Regions from separate parts of the Mus musculus genome. Here all the other regions are linked to region 4. Evidence: chromatin contacts called from public promoter capture Hi-C data. All regions are on one chromosome and are shown on one strand. Each heading gives the region's core, a stretch centred on a gene start, on an enhancer-like site or on the middle of the called end of the contact. The rest is flanking DNA. Distances are from core to core; before and after follow the strand shown. Region 1 holds the start of Pfdn5 (prefoldin 5). Region 2 holds the start of Aaas (achalasia, adrenocortical insufficiency, alacrimia). Region 3 holds the start of Espl1 (extra spindle pole bodies 1, separase). Region 4 holds the start of Smim41 (small integral membrane protein 41).

Region 1 (2,700 bases), core at 107-2,606, 1.0 Mb after region 4:
CACTGCCTTTGAATCCTGGATGATTTTAGAAACCATTGCCCTTCCCACCAAGGCTGCTACACTTTGGCAATGGCAGCAGCAGATTCAATGGGGTTTGCTACTCATATGGTTTGTTGCAACAACTACACCTTTAAAAGTTTCTGGGAGGGGGGGGGGTGCTGGTGAGATGGCTCAGTGGGTAAGAGCACTGACTGCTCTTCCGAAGGTCCAAAGTTCAAATCCCAGCAACCACCCATAATGAGATCTGATGCCCTCTTCTGGTGCGTCTGAAGACAGCTACAGTGTACTTCCATGTAATAAATAAATAAATAAATAAATAAATAAAAGTGTGTGTGCACCACCAATATCTGGCTGATATTGTTAAAAAAAAAAAAAAAAGTTGCTGGGAAGCACACAGACCCTTCCTATCCAACACACAATGGTGGGGCTAGACAGACACTCAGCAGTTATGAGCACTAGGTTGCTCTTTCAAAGGACCTAGGTTTGGTTTGCCTGCATATATACTGAGACATAAAAATAAATGTAGTTGGTTGGCAGTTGTTCCTTTTTGGCACTTGCACTTTATCCTTTAAAGCGCGTTAGTGGTACTGTCAGAACACAGGTTCCCTGCTGTCCTGTCGCGGGCTTGTCCCAACAACGCGCAGTAGCTTATACCGCTTTACAATCTTGTGGTTGTGTCGTGAGTCCGAGAGTTTCGAGTCCCTTGAAGGCCCAAGCCATGTTTGCTAACTAATTTTATAACTACCTTCCTCTACTACCCATTCTGTATTTCCTTCACCTTCAGCCAGCACCTCAGCAGGTCTTGGCTCTTTTCCTGGAGGATTGACCCATACCTTCATTCCTGATGGGTCTGTGTCCTTTGTCATCCTGCTTGGATTAGGCTGTTGTAGTTTCCCATTGACTTTAATCACAGGACATGGTAGTACTAAGAGACGCCCTAAGGGATCTCCTACACTCCAGACATAATCTTGCTTACCACCATTGTGAAGAGGTAATCCAATTTCCCCATGGTAATCTGGATCTATCACCCCTCCTAACACTGTTATTCCATTTTTAGCCTGTTGGTTTAAGGGCATTAGAAGCCCAAAATGACCAAGGGGAAGTCTGAGCTTCCAGTTCAATGGAATGTTTGTTGTAGCTCCTGGTAGGAGCACTCCCCTCTCTGGAGCCAAAACTTCTAGGCCAGCAGAACCTAGAGTTATGGGGACAGGAAGCCAAAATTACCGTGCTAGCTTTAGTGTACTCTGAGAAAAGAAAAACTTGCGTTCTCTAATTAAGCTTGAGATCCGAAAAGCGGGTCCGAAACACAGGATCATAGAGACGACGGGCGCAGAGCGTATCCCCTGGCGGCACCACGGAGGTAACGCGGAGGGCGGCTAGAGCGTCACTCGCCCAGGCGGCTTCCTCTTCGGCAGTCCTCCTTCCCAACATGGCGCAGTCGATTAACATCACGGAGCTGAATCTGCCACAACTGGAAATGCTCAAGAACCAGCTGGACCAGGTGAGGACCTGTCCCAGCACCTTCCTCGCGCTTCATATCCTCCGACCGACCGCCCGCCCGGTCGGGGAGGCTTCCTTTCCCAGGGAAACCCCTATCCGGTCCCGGGTCCCGCCCCCTCAGCCTGGGCCCCGCTTTCTTGAGCTGACCCCTTGTTTTTTCCCGGCTTCTGTAGGAAGTGGAGTTTTTGTCCACGTCCATTGCTCAGCTCAAGGTGGTCCAGACCAAGTACGTGGAAGCCAAGGACTGTCTGAACGTGCTGAACAAGAGCAACGAGGGTATGGGCTAGGCGGGTGAGGGCGCCTGGGGATGCCGGCTTCTCCTTCGCTTTTTCCTAGTTCCAGTTTTCGTTAAAGAAAACTGTTTGTTACTTAGTGTGTGTGTAGCCACAGGAGCCCCCGCATGTTGCCTACAGAAAACTAAAATGTACAAGACATTTCCTCAGTTGCTGTGTTCTTTTCACTGTCTGTGAACACTGAGCCCTGTTGGGAGCTTCCCCTAACGTCTTCGCGTGGGAGCCGCTAGCCTTCCCCAGCTGTTTGTCTTTATTACTTTCACAGGAAAAGAATTACTGGTCCCACTGACGAGTTCTGTATCCTTTCCACGGGAAATGCTACCTTACATTCTTCCACAGTCTTTCCCAAAAGCGGGGAGAGTTTTGATTTTAAGAACAGTCGAACACTTAACGTAGCTCACTTGTCTAACGTTGCACCAGTGTCCATGTAATACTTTGTATCAGAGTTCGGTGAAGAATTGAAATGTTGTGTTTCTCTTTGTTTAGAGATGTCAATATGGAGACAAAGCTGGCATTTGGCTAAAGCCAGTAGAAAAAATGTTAGGATATTGAAATTGGGAACTTGCCTCTTTTTTCAATTTCACCTTAATTGCCGCTCATCTCTAATAGTGAAAGGTAGATTGTTTCCTCCTGTTGAAATGACCTGTTGTCATTTCCACCAGGAAATGACAGTCGAAAGAGAAACCTAAGAATAGCAAAGTGGTGAAGACTGTTTTAAGTAACAATAGAGCCGGCAAGGTGACGACGCAGAGCGTAAAACCCACACATACACACTGAGCTAACTTTCTGATACTAATGGGGTGGAAGGAGAAGACCAACTCCCAGAAGTTGTCCTCCGACCTTCGTGCTCCATGGCATGCACACTTGTGAAAACACACACACAGACCAAATACATGTAAGTTTAAAA
Region 2 (2,832 bases), core at 143-2,642, 1.1 Mb after region 4:
CTCTGTAGACCAGGCTGGCCTCGAACTCAGAAATCCGCCCGCCTCTGCCTCCGGAGTGCTGGGATTAAAGGCGTGAGCCACCACGCCCGGCACCAGGGATTCTTTTTACAGATAATGGCAATGATAATAATGGGGATGGCAAACACATCAAGGGATTAATGTGCCAGGAAATGCTTCTATGTGCTTTGTATCTATTTAGTCACCATGGTTTAAAGGGGTTTGGCTTTAGGACAGAGTAATTATGTAACTTTTCCAAACGTACAGTTAAAAAAAAAAAAGATAGCACAGCTTTAATTCTTACATGTCCTACATATTAACGAATCAATTCAACCTTTTCCTAACTTTCCTGAGCTTCAGATAAAAGCAAATGAGGTCGGTGCTGAGAGCAGGTTTGTAAAATCAAGCCAAGCTATTAGGGATAAATGAGGTTTCTGGTACACCCTTGAGTTTTACAATAAAAATGGATCACCTAATATGATTTGTGGTAATATGAAGACACAGACTGCAATAAGCAGCCATTCAAGAGCTGCCCAAAGCAGGCTCGGTAGACCATGGCCTATTTAAGCCACTGTTTGCTATGCCTCACCAAACATTGATGCATCTCTTCCACACTTGCTCACGGTGATGGATGAAGGCAGTTCTTGTACCATGGTCCAGCCTCCCTGGGGCTTTTAGGGGATCCTTGGTCAGGTGTAGGACAGGAAGATTGATCCACTATACCTCAGAAGAGAGGGAGGCAGTCAGTCTCTTCCCCAAATCTTAACAGAACTCCTTGCCATCTCCAACCTATGGCATAAGAGATTCCACGGCCCCATTTCCCATACCCACAAATGTAACACTTGTGGGACAGAAAATTTTCAGTCCTCATCTGCAAACCACAATCGTTTTTCACAGGGTTGACACTAGAGAAGACCTGATGGACGGCATCCATCATCTTCTCTACCCCTCCTAGAACCTCCTCACATGCCTTGGCATGCCTAACTGGGTAACACAGGCCCTAAAATATATTTCGTTCTCTCCAGTCTCCTGTGGGAGTCATGCCGTTCCCAATCACTTGTGAGCGAGCCCCGCCGCGTCGCCTCTATTCCCACTTTCCGCATCCCCACCGCAGCGTTCCCACCCGGACCACCTGGCCCCGAAAGTCGGGAGGCGGGCTCTCATAGCTGTTGCCGGTCACCAGCTCGTTATTGTGCTCATACAGGGTGACTTGACCTCTAGGCGGCGGCGGGGGGAACAACCCCAGGGAGCACATCTTGCCAGTCCGGAGAGCGTCTGGAATCGACAGGCTCCCGGCTGGTGACGACTGCGCTCCCCGGAATCTTAGTTCCCGGGCTAGATTCGTGTGAGGACGGGTAGCCGTACAGGACAAACGACTGCGCGAAGCTGAACGGAAGTGCAAGGAAGAAAGTTCCGAGTCGGGTTTCGGGACGGACTTCCGGGACTTCCTGGCGCGCCCCCTTGCGTACGGAGCGGGCACGACGCTGACACGTCCGAGGACCGACCTGTGGCGTAAGGAGCGCCGCGGTTTGGTTTTGGTTTGTTTCCTGTAAGACTACTGTTTTTTCCAACTCTGAATCCCCAGCAGCGTCTCCCACTCACTTACTTAGTACGGAAAAAGCCCAAAATAAGCCAGGTTTAGGAAAGTACCTAATTAAACTCTCCAACCCCCGTAAATATCCTTGAGGAATATACAGACGATGTCATCCTACCAGTGAGCTTTCCCCGCCCCCCCACCTCCAAAAAAAAAACAAAAAAGACTTTAGAGGACAGTCAGAACGGACTTCACAGGGTAAGGCGTCCTGAAAGAGAGAGACGGACACTGGAAGGACAGTAACTTTTCCCGAGTATATCACTAACAAACGCTTCTATAATCCTTACAATAACCCCAAAAGTGCACCGTTGAACTACCAGTAGCAAAATGACACAGATTGGACCAAAATACACACAAACCAGACATTGGTGGGGCATATTGGCCCAAGGCTGTAATGCCTACAGGATGTGGACAAGAATAAAAGGTTAGTGTAGACTGCGTAGCAAGCCCCTGCCTCCAAATACCGTTGACTCCGATCTGTAATCCCAGCATTGGGAGGTACAGGCAGGAGGATCACTGAATGTCCACTCCATAGTTCTCTTCCAACTTGAGATACATACCACCCTGACTTTGTCTTATTTAGGCTTTGTTGTTTGTTTGTTTGTTTGTTTTAAGATTTGTTTTATTTATATGAGTACACTCTCATGGTTTTCAGACACACCAGAAGAGGGTATCTGATTCCATTACAGATGGTTGTGAGCCACCATGTGGTTGCTGGGAATTGAACTCAGGACTTCTAGAAGAGCAGTCAGTGCTCTTAACTGCTGAGCCATCTCTCCAGCCCTAGGCTTTATTTTGAGGCAGGGTATGGCTATGTTGCTCTGGCTAGCACGGAACTTGCTATGTAGACATGACTGACCTTGAATTCATAGAGATTCATACCTCTATCTCCCAAGAGTGCTGAGATTAAAGATCTACCACCATGCTCTCCTGAGACCTTTTCTGAAACTGAAGGGGTTGGGGGGGGGGCTAGAACTACAGAGAGATGTTTAGATGGTTTAATTCTAACTTAATTCAATTGTGAGCTCAAAATCTGAATAGACAAATGGGAGGGAAGTGTGGGATGGTGAGACTCACAGGAACGGTATTAGCCTTTCCCTGCTATTGCTATCTCTCTGCTTCCTGGCCATTATGAATAAGCAAACTCTTCCACCTGCTCCTGAATCTATGATGCTCTGCCTCACCTGACACCCAAAGAAATGGACTCACCTAGCCTTTAATTGAAACTGACTCTGAGCCTG
Region 3 (2,708 bases), core at 63-2,562, 1.0 Mb after region 4:
TTTTGAGACGAGGTCTCACTAGACAACCCAGGCTGCCTTTGAACTTTAAGCTTTTTTAGCTCCTCAGCCTCCTTAGTAAGTATTCCCTACCCTCTGGTGGTGGGTGATGTTTGGTACCACCCTTGACTTTATAGTGCATCTGAGAGAGCAGGAGTTAGACTACTTGGTAGGCAGGCAGATAAGGGAGAGGGGCCATGGCTAGGAGATAAAGGTGGTCAATTTCCAGGATGGCTGCTTCTTCCTTATGCCCCTGACTTGAGAAAAAAGCTCGGCATTGTTAGTGTCTGCATTAAATATTGCCATTCCCACGCTGAAATTTTCTAGTGGGGGAGATGTCAGTTTTTTCTCTTATTCCCTCCCCTTCCTATGTCTCCCCCTTTCTTTTTCTTCCTTCCTTCCTCCCTCCCTCCCTCCCTCCCTCCCTCTTTCTTTCTTTCTCTCTCTCTCTCTCTCTCTCTCTCTCTCTCTCTCTCTCTTTCTTTCTTTCTTTCTTTCTTTCTTTCTTTTGATTTTTCCTGAGACAGGGCTTCTCTGTGTAGCCCTGGCTGTCCTGGAACTCAGAAATCCCTACGCTCAGTATTTTGAACCCTGTTTCAAAAAACAAACAAAACAAAAGACTGTGAACGTTCACAATGAATTCTTCCCTTTACTCTTCACTCAACTCTATAGCCTTTCTTATACAACCCATGTAAGATGTAGGCTGGAATCCAAACTTGGGAGGGAGGAGAACCTAGGAGAACCCGGAGGTTGTCCCTGCACCCTTTTCAGTGTCCCTCTCCACAAAGTCAGAGTTTTAAAGAATCCCAAAGACCCTGTGTGGTGGTGTACACCTTCAACCCCAGCATTAGGCAGGTGGATCTCTCTTAGAGGCCAGCCTGGTCTATTTAGCAAGTTCCAGGACAGCTAGGATCACGTAGTGAGAACCAGTCTCAAAAAACAAAAATAAAAACAAAAAAATACATCAAAGGCTATTACACCTTTTCTTTCCTAGTAACGCAAAGCAAGCCATGTGGGTTTCTTATTTTAATTCTCTTGAAATTTAAAATCCTGCCTGAGCTCAGGGAATAAAGGCAAGAAAGACTTAGTGATTGACCACCCAACTGCGAAATGACTGTAATTGACTGAGGTTGAAGAAGGAGACTGTGTCCCAGAGTCTTTCCGGTCCAGAGTTGTACCCGCCCCTCCAGGAACACGTGACAGACAGCGCGGCAGATAAACTACAACTCCCAGAGCGCCACGCGGCCGGCCTGCGTTACGCTTTCTCGCTGATTGGTCACTAGGGATATTTGAAAGGAGGTGCTGGCGCGGAAAACGAAGCGTGCCCACCCGGTGCTTGGTGGAGCTCGGGCTGGAGGACGCTGCTAGGCCGGTGAGGAACGGCAGCTTCGAGGGAATTAAGGCACGGAGGGTCTGGTGAGCGCGCGCTCAAGCCGCGGTAAGTGACATTCCCATTGCTGACCTGGGAAGAAACGGGGCGTTTCTGCGGAGGCTCGGCGGCCCCCGAAAGGGTGTGCTCGGCGCCCAGGACCCTGTGGAGACCCCTGCGGTGGCCTGGTGGGACACTGAGGACAAGGAGCGTCCTGGAGGAAGGAACAGTGGACTTGTCAGTTTGTAACGGGAGCCCAGTTTATATCGGCCTCTCCCCGCATAGGATTTCTGGTGGGATTCTTTGCCTGCTTCATCCTTTGAATCCTCCTACAACTTTCAATCCCTTCTTTCCTCCAGTTATTTCCATTACAACCCTTCGCAGGCTTCTACAAACCATTTCGTTGTATCTAGACTTTTGCCATGAGGAACTTCAAAGGAGTCAACTTCGCCACTCTGCTCTGCAGCAAGGAGGAGACCCAGCAGCTGCTGCCTGACTTGAAGGTGGGACCCTTTATGGCTCAGGACACACCTAGTTTCTGAGATTATCTGTGTTTTTTTCCTTTTCCTTTTTTCTTTTTTTCCGAGACAGAGTTTCTCTGTATAGCTCTGGCTGTCCTGGAACTTACTTTGTAGTCCAGGCTGGCCTCGAACTCAGAAATCCACCTGTCTCTGCCTCCCTAGCGCTGGGATTAAAGGCTTGCGCCACCACGCCCGGCTTCCTTTTCCTTTTTATTTATTGTTTTTATTTTTATTTAAAAAATTATTTTTCCGCCGGGCAATGGTGGCACATGTCTTTAATCCCAGCACTTGAGAGGCACAGGCAGGTGAATTTCTGAGTTCGAAGCCAGCCTGGTCTATAGAGTGAGTTCCAGGACAGCCAGGGCTACACAGAGAAACCCTGTCTTTGAAAAAAAAAATTTTTTTTTCCCCTAGGGCTACTAATGTGATCATCTCCTAAGGACACTCTGGTTTATGTTCTCCGTTTGGGAGAGTTATACATCGGTTTTTGTTTACGTTTTATCATTCTCCTTATAGTAAATTTTACATTCTAATTTTATTTATTTATTTATTCATTTATTTATTATATGTAAGTACACTGTAGCTGTCTTTAGACACTCCAGAAGAGGGCATCAAATTTCGTTAGGGATGGTTGTGAAGCCACCATGTAGTTGCTGGGATTTGAACTCAGGACCTTTGGAAGAGCAGTTGGCGCTCTTAACCACTGAGTCATCTCACCAGCCCTCTAATTTTTAATTAAAAAAAATTTTTTTTTTCCATACTGGGGATTGAACTCAGGATCTCATGCATTCAGGAAAATATTTCACCACGGAGCTATATCT
Region 4 (2,712 bases), core at 66-2,565:
GACTTGCTTTATAGCCCAGGCTAGCCTCAAACTCAGATCCACCTTGCTAGCTGGCTCTGTGATCTACTTGAGTCCGAAGTTTCTAGGTAGTCCTAGCTGGCCTCAAACTCATGCTATAGTCTGACCTTGGGATTCCGTGCTATTCTGACCTGTTTTATGTTGGGCTGGGATTTAAAACCTGAAGCTTCCTGTTGGACAAGTTGCTAGGCAGGCATTCTACCAACTGGGCTGTATCCCAAGTCTCTCCAGAGTGGCTTTATGTTTGAAATGGGAACTTGAAATTTGCTAAAGGATCTTGCAGCAGACCCGGGCAGGCTTCTCTGCCTGCAGATTGCACTGGACTTGACCCCTGGCTGTGTGACAGGTACCCAGCTGGCAGTGGCTGTGTAGACACCAAGACAGTGATGTGTTCACCCTCTGCAGAATTATGATTCCCATGAGGTAGGACCGTGGGCCAGATCTCTGCTCCCTTCCTAAATTGTTTCAGTTCATAATTACATCAGTCCCTACACCCCTCCTTGCTCTCTAGATCTGCTGTGTTCTCGGTAAAGAGGACTTCTTGGACAAGAAGACAGGAGAGAAGGAATGGAGGTAGGCCTTGCTATCTGGGTACTTCTAGCCATTCTCTCTGCCCTGGGGTCTGGAGTACTGTGTTCTGCCTGTCTGCCCTGAAGGAAGACTTTCCACCATTCGGACTGTCCTGTGTGTGAGAATTGTTTCAGGAACAGAAAGCTGTCTGTCCCGTGCTTTGCTCAGAGTGGTCAGCACTTGGGATGGGGTCTAAGAATTGTAGACACAGCTGGGCAGTCATGATGACCACCTTTAATCCCAACACTTGGGAGGCAGAGGCAGAGGCGCAGGGGCAGAGGGGCAGAGGGGCAGAGGGGCAGAGGGGCAGAGGCGAGGCAGAGGCAGGTGGATTTCTGAGTTCGAGACCAGCCTGGTCTACAGAGTGAGTTCCAGGACCGCCAGGGCTACACTGAGAAACCCTGTCTCGAAAACAAACAAACAAGAATCGTAGATGCTCTGAAAGCCCCGAGGATGCAGAATCTTGGCCTTTTTCTATGGAGGAAAGTCGTGGAAACGGGCCTTTTAGGCTTACCTGGCAATTTTGAATGATGGACATAGGTTTGGAGAACAGATAGGCTGGGCCTAAGGATCCAGCCTGTCAGAGAAGGACCTCGAGGCCACTCTGGAGGAGTCTGTCTAGGAGGGGCCTGAGCGCTGCTCTGCACGCACTTGGGTAGAGTGGGCGGTAGGGCCCTGGGAGGCCCGCCCCTTAGAGACTTCTGACACAGCCTCAACTCTCAAGGGTAGTGTGCACATCTGGGCAGCTGGTGGGAGCATGAACGGCTCACAGGTGGGAGCTGCAGCCAAGGCTGCCTGGCTGAGCTGCTGCAACCAGTCCGGGCTGCCACTCGGACCCCCAGAGGGGCCACGCATGGTGCAGGCAGTCGTGCTGGGCGTCCTGTCACTTTTGGTGCTCTGTGGGATCCTGTTCCTGGGTGGTGGACTCCTCCTCCGCGCTCAGGGCCTGATAGCCCTGCTGGCCCGAGAAAGGCATTCAACCCCCGAGGCTGAGCCTGGTGCCTGTGGAGGGGATGACGACTCCTAGGTGTCAGCTGCTCTTGAGATTCAGCCTGTTCTGTGCCACGCCATCCAGAGTTCATTTCTGTGAGGCACAGCGGAAGGTCCAACCCACAAGCTCTTATTTCCCGCACAGGTGAGAGCCTTGAGACACAGGGAGTCTGGGGTTGGGGCTGCGTGGGGTGGGCACAGTGATGGTCTCTGTTCTCATTAGGTGGACATCACTGGGTACAGACAGCTGCTCAAGGCCAGGGTAGAGCTGGAGGTCCCTGTGCCTCTGAGGCACAGACAGCCTTCGTGTCCCTTATGCTAAAGGAGGGAGGCCGGAGAGTTCTGTGAATGGGAGCTCTTTGTGTACCTATGTTTCCCCGTGTTCTGCATCTGCCCAGGTTAACTTGTGGTCTGCTGGACTCAGCAGGACCCTCTGTTCTAGAGGCTAATACAACCCAGCCTGAGCTCTCAGCTTGCTGCTGTCTCCTTCCCAAAGCTTCTGTCCAGGGAGGGAGTGGGCAGGCTGGGGCCCACCGGAGGTGAAGGTAGAGGAGAGAGATTCTTCACTCCCATTAGAGGTACCCCTGGTTGGGTGAACAGTGGGGACAGAGAGATGTGCCAAAGACTCCTCTCCTGGCTCCCCGCTCACGTGTAGCTCAGCCAGAAGCTTTGTGTGCTGTGTTGGGGGTGGGGACAGCAAGGTTTCGTGCAGGAGCATATGCGGAGGAAGGAGAAGGCTGAGTACTCCCAGCTGTGGGGGCTGCGTCTGGGTCTCCCGCCTCTAGCTCTCTAAGGACAGGAACCATCTGGAGAGAAGGGTCTGGGTGGCCCAAAGGACAAAGTAACTCCAGTCCAAGGCCACCTCAGGCTGAACCATGAAATGGGGGTGGGGGGTGCCTTTACCATCCCATTGATATTCAGCTGTGTGTAGGGGCTACTGGGGACGTCTGTGAGTGGCCGTCTCTTGGCGACTCTCAAGGCTCCTACTTTCAAGTTACCGCCAGGAATACGGTGGTGCAGGATGCCCGTGATGATGGCCTGGTGAGGGGCTGAGGGTGTGGGTAGGTGGAGGTAATCTGCTGTGAAGCTGACGATGTGTGATCCTTGCTTAGCACCTAAGGGTTTGGCACCAAT

The links. Promoter capture Hi-C pulls out the DNA fragments that hold promoters and counts their contacts.
Region 1: a promoter capture Hi-C map of hippocampal neurons shows a contact between it and region 4, with 3 times the contacts expected there. The contact joins the promoter of Pfdn5 here to the promoter of Smim41 in region 4. A contact is called at or near these places in 3 of 39 promoter capture datasets (the 3T3-L1 cell line, cranial neural crest and hippocampal neurons), 1 of 115 datasets of contacts at active chromatin or transcription factors (pancreatic cancer cells) and 2 of 9 other capture datasets (adipose tissue and liver).
Region 2: a promoter capture Hi-C map of hippocampal neurons shows a contact between it and region 4, with 7 times the contacts expected there. The contact joins the promoter of Aaas here to the promoter of Smim41 in region 4. A contact is called at or near these places in 5 of 39 promoter capture datasets (the C10 cell line, hippocampal neurons, liver and 2 more) and 2 of 9 other capture datasets (adipose tissue and liver).
Region 3: a promoter capture Hi-C map of pre-B cells shows a contact between it and region 4, with 6 times the contacts expected there. The contact joins the promoter of Espl1 here to the promoter of Smim41 in region 4. A contact is called at or near these places in 7 of 39 promoter capture datasets (the 3T3-L1 cell line, 3T3-L1-derived adipocytes, cranial neural crest and 4 more) and 1 of 115 datasets of contacts at active chromatin or transcription factors (extraembryonic endoderm stem cells).

The regions. Positions count from the first base shown.
Region 1 is chr15:102,324,760-102,327,459 of GRCm38.p6, forward strand. Pfdn5 (prefoldin 5) reads left to right here and starts at 1,357. Exons shown (of 6, transcript NM_027044.3): 1 at 1,357-1,501; 2 at 1,674-1,776; 3 at 2,059-2,090. The coding sequence starts at 1,430.
Region 2 is chr15:102,349,367-102,352,198 of GRCm38.p6, forward strand. Aaas (achalasia, adrenocortical insufficiency, alacrimia) reads right to left here and starts at 1,393. Exons shown (of 16, transcript NM_153416.2): 1 at 1,130-1,393; 2 at 587-714. The coding sequence starts at 1,252. It overlaps Gm36246 (predicted gene, 36246), which reads left to right and starts at 1,461. Exons shown (of 3, transcript NR_155425.1): 1 at 1,461-1,546.
Region 3 is chr15:102,294,981-102,297,688 of GRCm38.p6, forward strand. It overlaps Espl1 (extra spindle pole bodies 1, separase), which reads left to right and starts at 1,313. Exons shown (of 31, transcript NM_001014976.2): 1 at 1,313-1,435; 2 at 1,780-1,869. The coding sequence starts at 1,789.
Region 4 is chr15:101,291,910-101,294,621 of GRCm38.p6, forward strand. Smim41 (small integral membrane protein 41) reads left to right here and starts at 1,316. Exons shown (of 2, transcript NM_001369218.1): 1 at 1,316-1,723. The coding sequence starts at 1,346. The coding sequence ends at 1,615.